Linked DNA regions of Mus musculus: region 1 is linked to region 2. Evidence: chromatin contacts called from public Hi-C data. All regions are on one chromosome and are shown on one strand. Each heading gives the region's core, a stretch centred on a gene start, on an enhancer-like site or on the middle of the called end of the contact. The rest is flanking DNA. Distances are from core to core; before and after follow the strand shown. Region 1 has its middle 38 kb from the start of Gm30790. Region 2 holds the start of Hspa13 (heat shock protein 70 family, member 13).

Region 1 (2,700 bases), core at 193-2,692, 1.0 Mb before region 2:
TTAAATTACTTAGAAATTTCTTTTCTTTTCTTTCTAGTTCCTAACTGCCAGCTTCTCTTTTCATTTAAGACTCTTATCTTTGAATAAGCGTTTTGCACATAATATTTGAATCAAAGAATAAGGTTTAAAGACTCGAGGGCACAAAACTTTGTAAAGAGTAGCATAGAGTACGCTGGGGAGGTAGACCAGAGGTTTGGAGAACTTAGTAGGAAGTCATGAGGACCAGACTTTGGATATGAGAATCACATAACAATCTTGCATATACATACCCATAAACACAGCTCCAAGCCAGGCTGATGCTGGAAGATCACGAGTGCTAGGCTAGATGAGAATAGAGTAGCCGCAGCCAAGGAGCATGTCTTCATCAAAGGAACAGGAGAGGGCAATCGAGAAGAACCAACTTACAAAAACACGTGTGTCTGCACACACGTATGTGCATACCCTAACTCAAACACACACACACACACACACACACACACACACACACACACACACACACACACACACACACAGAGACACACCCATAGATTAAAACAAACTAACAATGTATCTTTGTGGAAAGTAATGCAAGGAGCTAGAGAAAAAAATTATAAAGGGAAGAAAAGCAGAAGGAAAATAGATGAAGGAGGCACTGTCCAGTGTTTGAGATAAGACGAGGAGTGTGTAAACTGAGAACGGGAACGTGGGCAAGGACTCAGGGAAGCACCATGCTTTAACCTCTGTGAAGAGCCCATTAAGAAGAGATGGAAACTAGCTGCTGGCCATAAAGGTGGTGTGACCTCCTGTAATTATCCTGTATACAAAAGATGTGAGTCCCAACTCCATCACGAATGACCTTATGTCCTGGGTGAAAGGAGCCATGAAGATGAGTGGTTCTGGTCTAAATGCGCAAATTGTACCATGAAATGGGACCAAGAATGCTCAGCGCAGTGCCATGACTGGACAGGGAATTCTCCAGACACAGTAATCAAAGTTCTCGATAGTACTATAGCAAAAATTATGGGTAATATGGAAAAACACAATGTTGGGTACAAGAAGTTATTCTCGGTAAAGACACACATTCAGTTAAAATATATTTAAGGTGAGCCTTCTGTATGTTAGGGCTCATTGTTCTAGGCTTCAAAGATCAAACTACTGGGTACAAACTACAGTAGGACTTCAGAATGTTGACCTTCCAGTAGTGGGGGCTGTTCAAACCAAAGAATTATTTCCTCCGAGGAAGAGGCAGGACAGCTGCTTTATCGCATGAATTGACACTTATTACATTTCAATGTGAAGCAAATAAGAAAACGGAAAGGACTGTGCATTTAAGAGCCAGGCCACCAGGAAGAGCTGGTTTTCTGCTCCACAACGAAGAGGATGATTACTATGACGAGTCTAAAAGGGCATGTGGGTTCTCAACAGGTGTCCCAAGTAGGCAAGGGCAGGGCACACAATGAGCAATGTGCGCAGAGGGCAGGAGCTTGGCACAAGAACCCAGAGGGAGTAGGAAGATGAGTCATAGCAGAGGAACTAGAGGAGCGTGAGTTTGAGGACGTGAGAGGGCAGGCGACCACAGGAGTGTGCGTTTGAGGGGTGGCCAAGAATGGCAGCAATGAATATCTCTGTGGGATTAAGTGGCCCCAAGCTTCTGAAAGACTCTGGCTTCAAGTCTGTTCACCTTGGAACGCACACACGCACACACACACAGAGATGTGGAGTTGGGATGAGAGAGAGAGAGAGACAGAGAGAGAGAGAGAGAGAGAGAGAGTTGGCACGGGCTTCTGTCTGTGTCCCAGCCCAGTCAGCGTCTCGGTCAGACTTCCAGAATGGATGGCCTCTGTTGAGTGAGGGCCAGCTTGGCTGGAAGGACAGTGGGGAAGCAAGACCTCAGTCAGGCATGAGAGAAGCATACTGGGAGTGAAAGATTCCTCCTGGTCTTGTGGGCTCAGTCATGTGAGGGGTCTGGGTAGACACGGCCATAGATCATTACCAAGGCCATGTCACAGTGAACAGTGAATTCTTGCTTCCCTGTGTGGTCCAGCTCTTACCCAACTGGGAAGAGTCGGACGGAGTCAAGGAAGCGTCTCTATGCTCTCAATTTGGGCAGCTCATCTGTGAGCAGATCTGTTTGAGATGAAGAGATTTGGTTTGGAGCAATTTCCTCTCCACAACCAAAACAAACTGTAGTAGATGTAATTTACCATAAAGTTGCAATCAATGTGGAATTAAGCAAATGTCATGAGAAATTTTTATTCTTTACGCTAAAGGGTATGCAGTTATATGGTATATATATATATATATAATCTCCCCCACACTTACATTGTAATTTTCTCCTACTTAGATATTCTTTTCTTTTTCCTGACTACAAACATTCCTGAATTTTGGTTTGTGGTTCTCTGTTGGCAAAGCTTCATGCACAAAAACCAAGTCCAAAGATCTGGACCCAACAGAACAGCAGTGTTGGGAAGAAAGTATTTTTAGGAAGCTGTTGAAGGATGTGATATATTTATTGCTTTGAGTTGTACTTTTCTGTTTGTTCAAATAAGCATCAGACACCAAAAGATTTTGGAGCTCATAGAATCTCAAGTTGAGTAGGCTGAAAATTTTTATCTGTCTTTAAAACTGGGTTTTGGAAGAATGTCTTCCTAGTCGTTTCTGTCACTTGTATCAACACTGTTTTGGTTAATTTTTCTCTTGTGAACAATAGCCTCTGCTTTC
Region 2 (2,700 bases), core at 173-2,672:
AGAGAAGCACATTTAAGTTTCTAGGACCTTAAGTGTTCATGAACTTTCCCAACAGTAAAGTCACGTCCAGGAGTCCTTAAGTCGTATCAAATATTAAACAGTGAGGGGAAAACATCATGTTTTATATACTAAAAACCACCTGTATCCTCCCCCTCAATAATTGTGGTTAATCTTTTCGTCTTGCTGGGATTCAGAATCATCATGGAAGTAAACTTCCGGGTATGTATATGAGGGCGTTTCTGACCTGATTAATTGAGGCGAAAAGACTTCGCCTAACTATGAGCACTGCTATTCCGACATCCAGCAGGTTCAAGGCTGAATTAGAGAGAGAGAGAGAGAGAGAGAGAGAGAGAGAGAGAGATGCCTTCGTTTCCTGTCTCTGCTTCCTGACTGGGTGCAATGGGGACAGCTGGTTAAAAGGTCTTGCCTCCGTGACTTCCTTGCTATGAGGAACTGTACCATTGAACTTTGAGCCAAAATAAATCTTGTCTTCTTCAAATTGCTTTGCTAACGTGTCTTATGGCGCCAGGGGAAAAGTGATCGGATAGTCAACACGTGAAAGGACGGACCTGTCCAGGAAGACAATTCTGGCCATTTATGACATAATTAAAACGAAAAGTAGAATGTATCTTTCCATATTAGTTGGTAATAGCATATGTGAATGTTAATATTAGATTTGAAAATATCTTGGATAAACCATGCGGTCCTGGACAAACTTCATTCCTGACGAGCCCGTGAAATAATTTACTGCCAACAGCATCGGGCTGGCATTGCATTTAATGACTGCAAGGATATTTGCAAAGCAACGAACAGGTACACCAGAGGTGGGGTCTCCGGTAGGACTGCCCCACTGTGGAATGCTAAGGGGACTTCGGAGGGCTTAGGAGAAGTCTATCTAGAATCTTGATTTCGACCAAAGACGCATAAACCTTAAAAAAGAGGCTGAACAACAAAACGAAACAAAAAACAAAAACAAACAAACAAAAAAACCGGAAGTTTGAATTCCCCGCCTGCCTGGCAACGCAACCCACCTCGGAATCTTAATTGGTTTTATCCTCTTTATGCCTTCCAAGCTCTGGACAGTCCAGAACTGCAGTTCCCACAATACAACGCGGTGAGGCGGGGCTACAGGGACTTTTTTTTTTTTTTTTTTTTTTTTTTTTTAACCGCGAGTAAGCTCGCAGCGTTTTGGGTTTGATGAATGACAAACTCTGGCCTTTCCCAGACGCTGCTCCCACAACAAAGCCTGGTTTGTTGGGCCTTCGTGCGTGGGGAGGCCGAGTCTTCCCTCACTGGCCTGAGTAAAATCCGCCCCGCGGCCTCATGGTAGATGGAGTCATTGCTGTGGTGGAAATCGTAGTTCCTCCGGCTAATTCGGAGCCGACGGACTACATTTCCCAGGAGGCTGCGCGACAGCCGGCGACTAGGGGGCGGTGCCTCCCATCGGTACAGTCATCCTTCTGCCTGTTCGGCGGGACTGATGGCCGGAGAGATGACGATCTTAGGTCAGTATCTCAGGGGTCCCTGCAACTATGGAAGTCGACGGGGAAGTTCGACGAGGTCTGGGTGGGCAAGGGTTGGTTGTCTCACTCTCTGAATCACAGGTCACGCAGCCGAAGGGAGCCTGAAAAGGGGGCTAAGGCTGTTTGGAGCTGGTGGGGGCGGGGCGTCTGGAGTCGGGGGTCTGACTTGCCGGAGGCCTCTTGGGGTCGTGCCACCAGCCACAGGTCTGAGAGACGAGGGCCTAGGAATGCTAACGACCTCGGTCTTGAATGGGTAGCCGAAATCGGTTCTCTGTGCGAGAACCCACTGTGAATAAGAAGGGGATCTCGAGATTGAAGACTCTTGGCTTCACTCGGGATGCGGAATTGGGAGGGATTCAAGTCCCTGTGCATTCTTAGATGGATTCTCTTTTGAACATACCGATTGGGAATCAACATTCCCTTGCCAAACGCTGAGATGCTTTTGAGATTTGTCTGTAGGTGGGAAGAGACAAGTGGATAGGTTCTTGGTCTGCTATGATGTGCCAGGCGTTGATTTGAAGGAGCTAGCAATTACCAACAGCACTACCGAGTGACATTATGGGTTTGAGTGGGGACAGGTGTATTACGCAGACTAGTGAAACCAAATCAGATATTAATTCTAAACTCAAAGTGATGTTCTTATTCGCTTTTGTGTACAATATGCCTGATGTTTCTATATGATCTTTTCCCTTAAATATTTGCTGAGCCTCTGCTCTTCATGGGCCGTACTATTCAATGGTGACTAGAACTTGCCTTCGGGAAGTTTACATATTGTTGCTATCAGGGTTAGCACTTGCATACTTCTTCCCTAATATCTATTTTGAAAAGTATATCCTTAATGAATGCTTATATATGCAAAATCTCTTCTGGACTCTATGAGGTAACAGTAGTGCCTAAGCAGTTTTCAGATCAACATATCCAACTTACGTATTTTATCCTTTTGAATGGGTAAAGACGATAACCAAACAGGTTAGACTTACATACCAAAGCTGTCTCTGTGGGAATTTCATAATGGCATTTCATTTTAGTAATAACAGGTAAAAACTGTTTATGAAGCTATCAATCTAAATAGCAATAATCCAAGAAAACTGGATTGTATTTAGCTTTAGTTTCACATTTGTGATATTTTCATTCAACAACAGCATAATGGTTATTTAAATATCTTTACATTTTATTC

The links. Hi-C and Micro-C count contacts between places; a contact is called where the count stands out from the background.
Region 1: a contact with region 2 is called in a Hi-C map of muscle stem cells, with 4 times the contacts expected there. The contact joins the enhancer-like site here to the promoter of Hspa13 in region 2. A contact is called at or near these places in 1 of 39 promoter capture datasets (the 3T3-L1 cell line), 15 of 484 Hi-C or Micro-C datasets (3T3-L1-derived adipocytes, the Ba/F3 cell line, the G1E-ER4 cell line and 10 more), 5 of 115 datasets of contacts at active chromatin or transcription factors (astrocytes, embryonic fibroblasts, embryonic stem cells and 2 more) and 2 of 9 other capture datasets (adipose tissue and embryonic stem cells).

What each region holds. Positions count from the first base shown.
Region 1 is chr16:76,815,438-76,818,137 of GRCm38.p6, reverse strand. No RefSeq gene overlaps it. Among named protein-coding and RNA genes, the nearest start is that of Gm30790, 38 kb to the right of the region's middle. Within about 2 kb of position 1,442, at least 31 of the 459 cell types and tissues checked have an H3K27ac peak or open chromatin away from gene starts, as enhancers often do. A contact at or near this core is called in muscle stem cells, where this site is marked.
Region 2 is chr16:75,765,540-75,768,239 of GRCm38.p6, reverse strand. Hspa13 (heat shock protein 70 family, member 13) reads left to right here and starts at 1,422. Exons shown (of 5, transcript NM_030201.3): 1 at 1,422-1,505. The coding sequence starts at 1,481.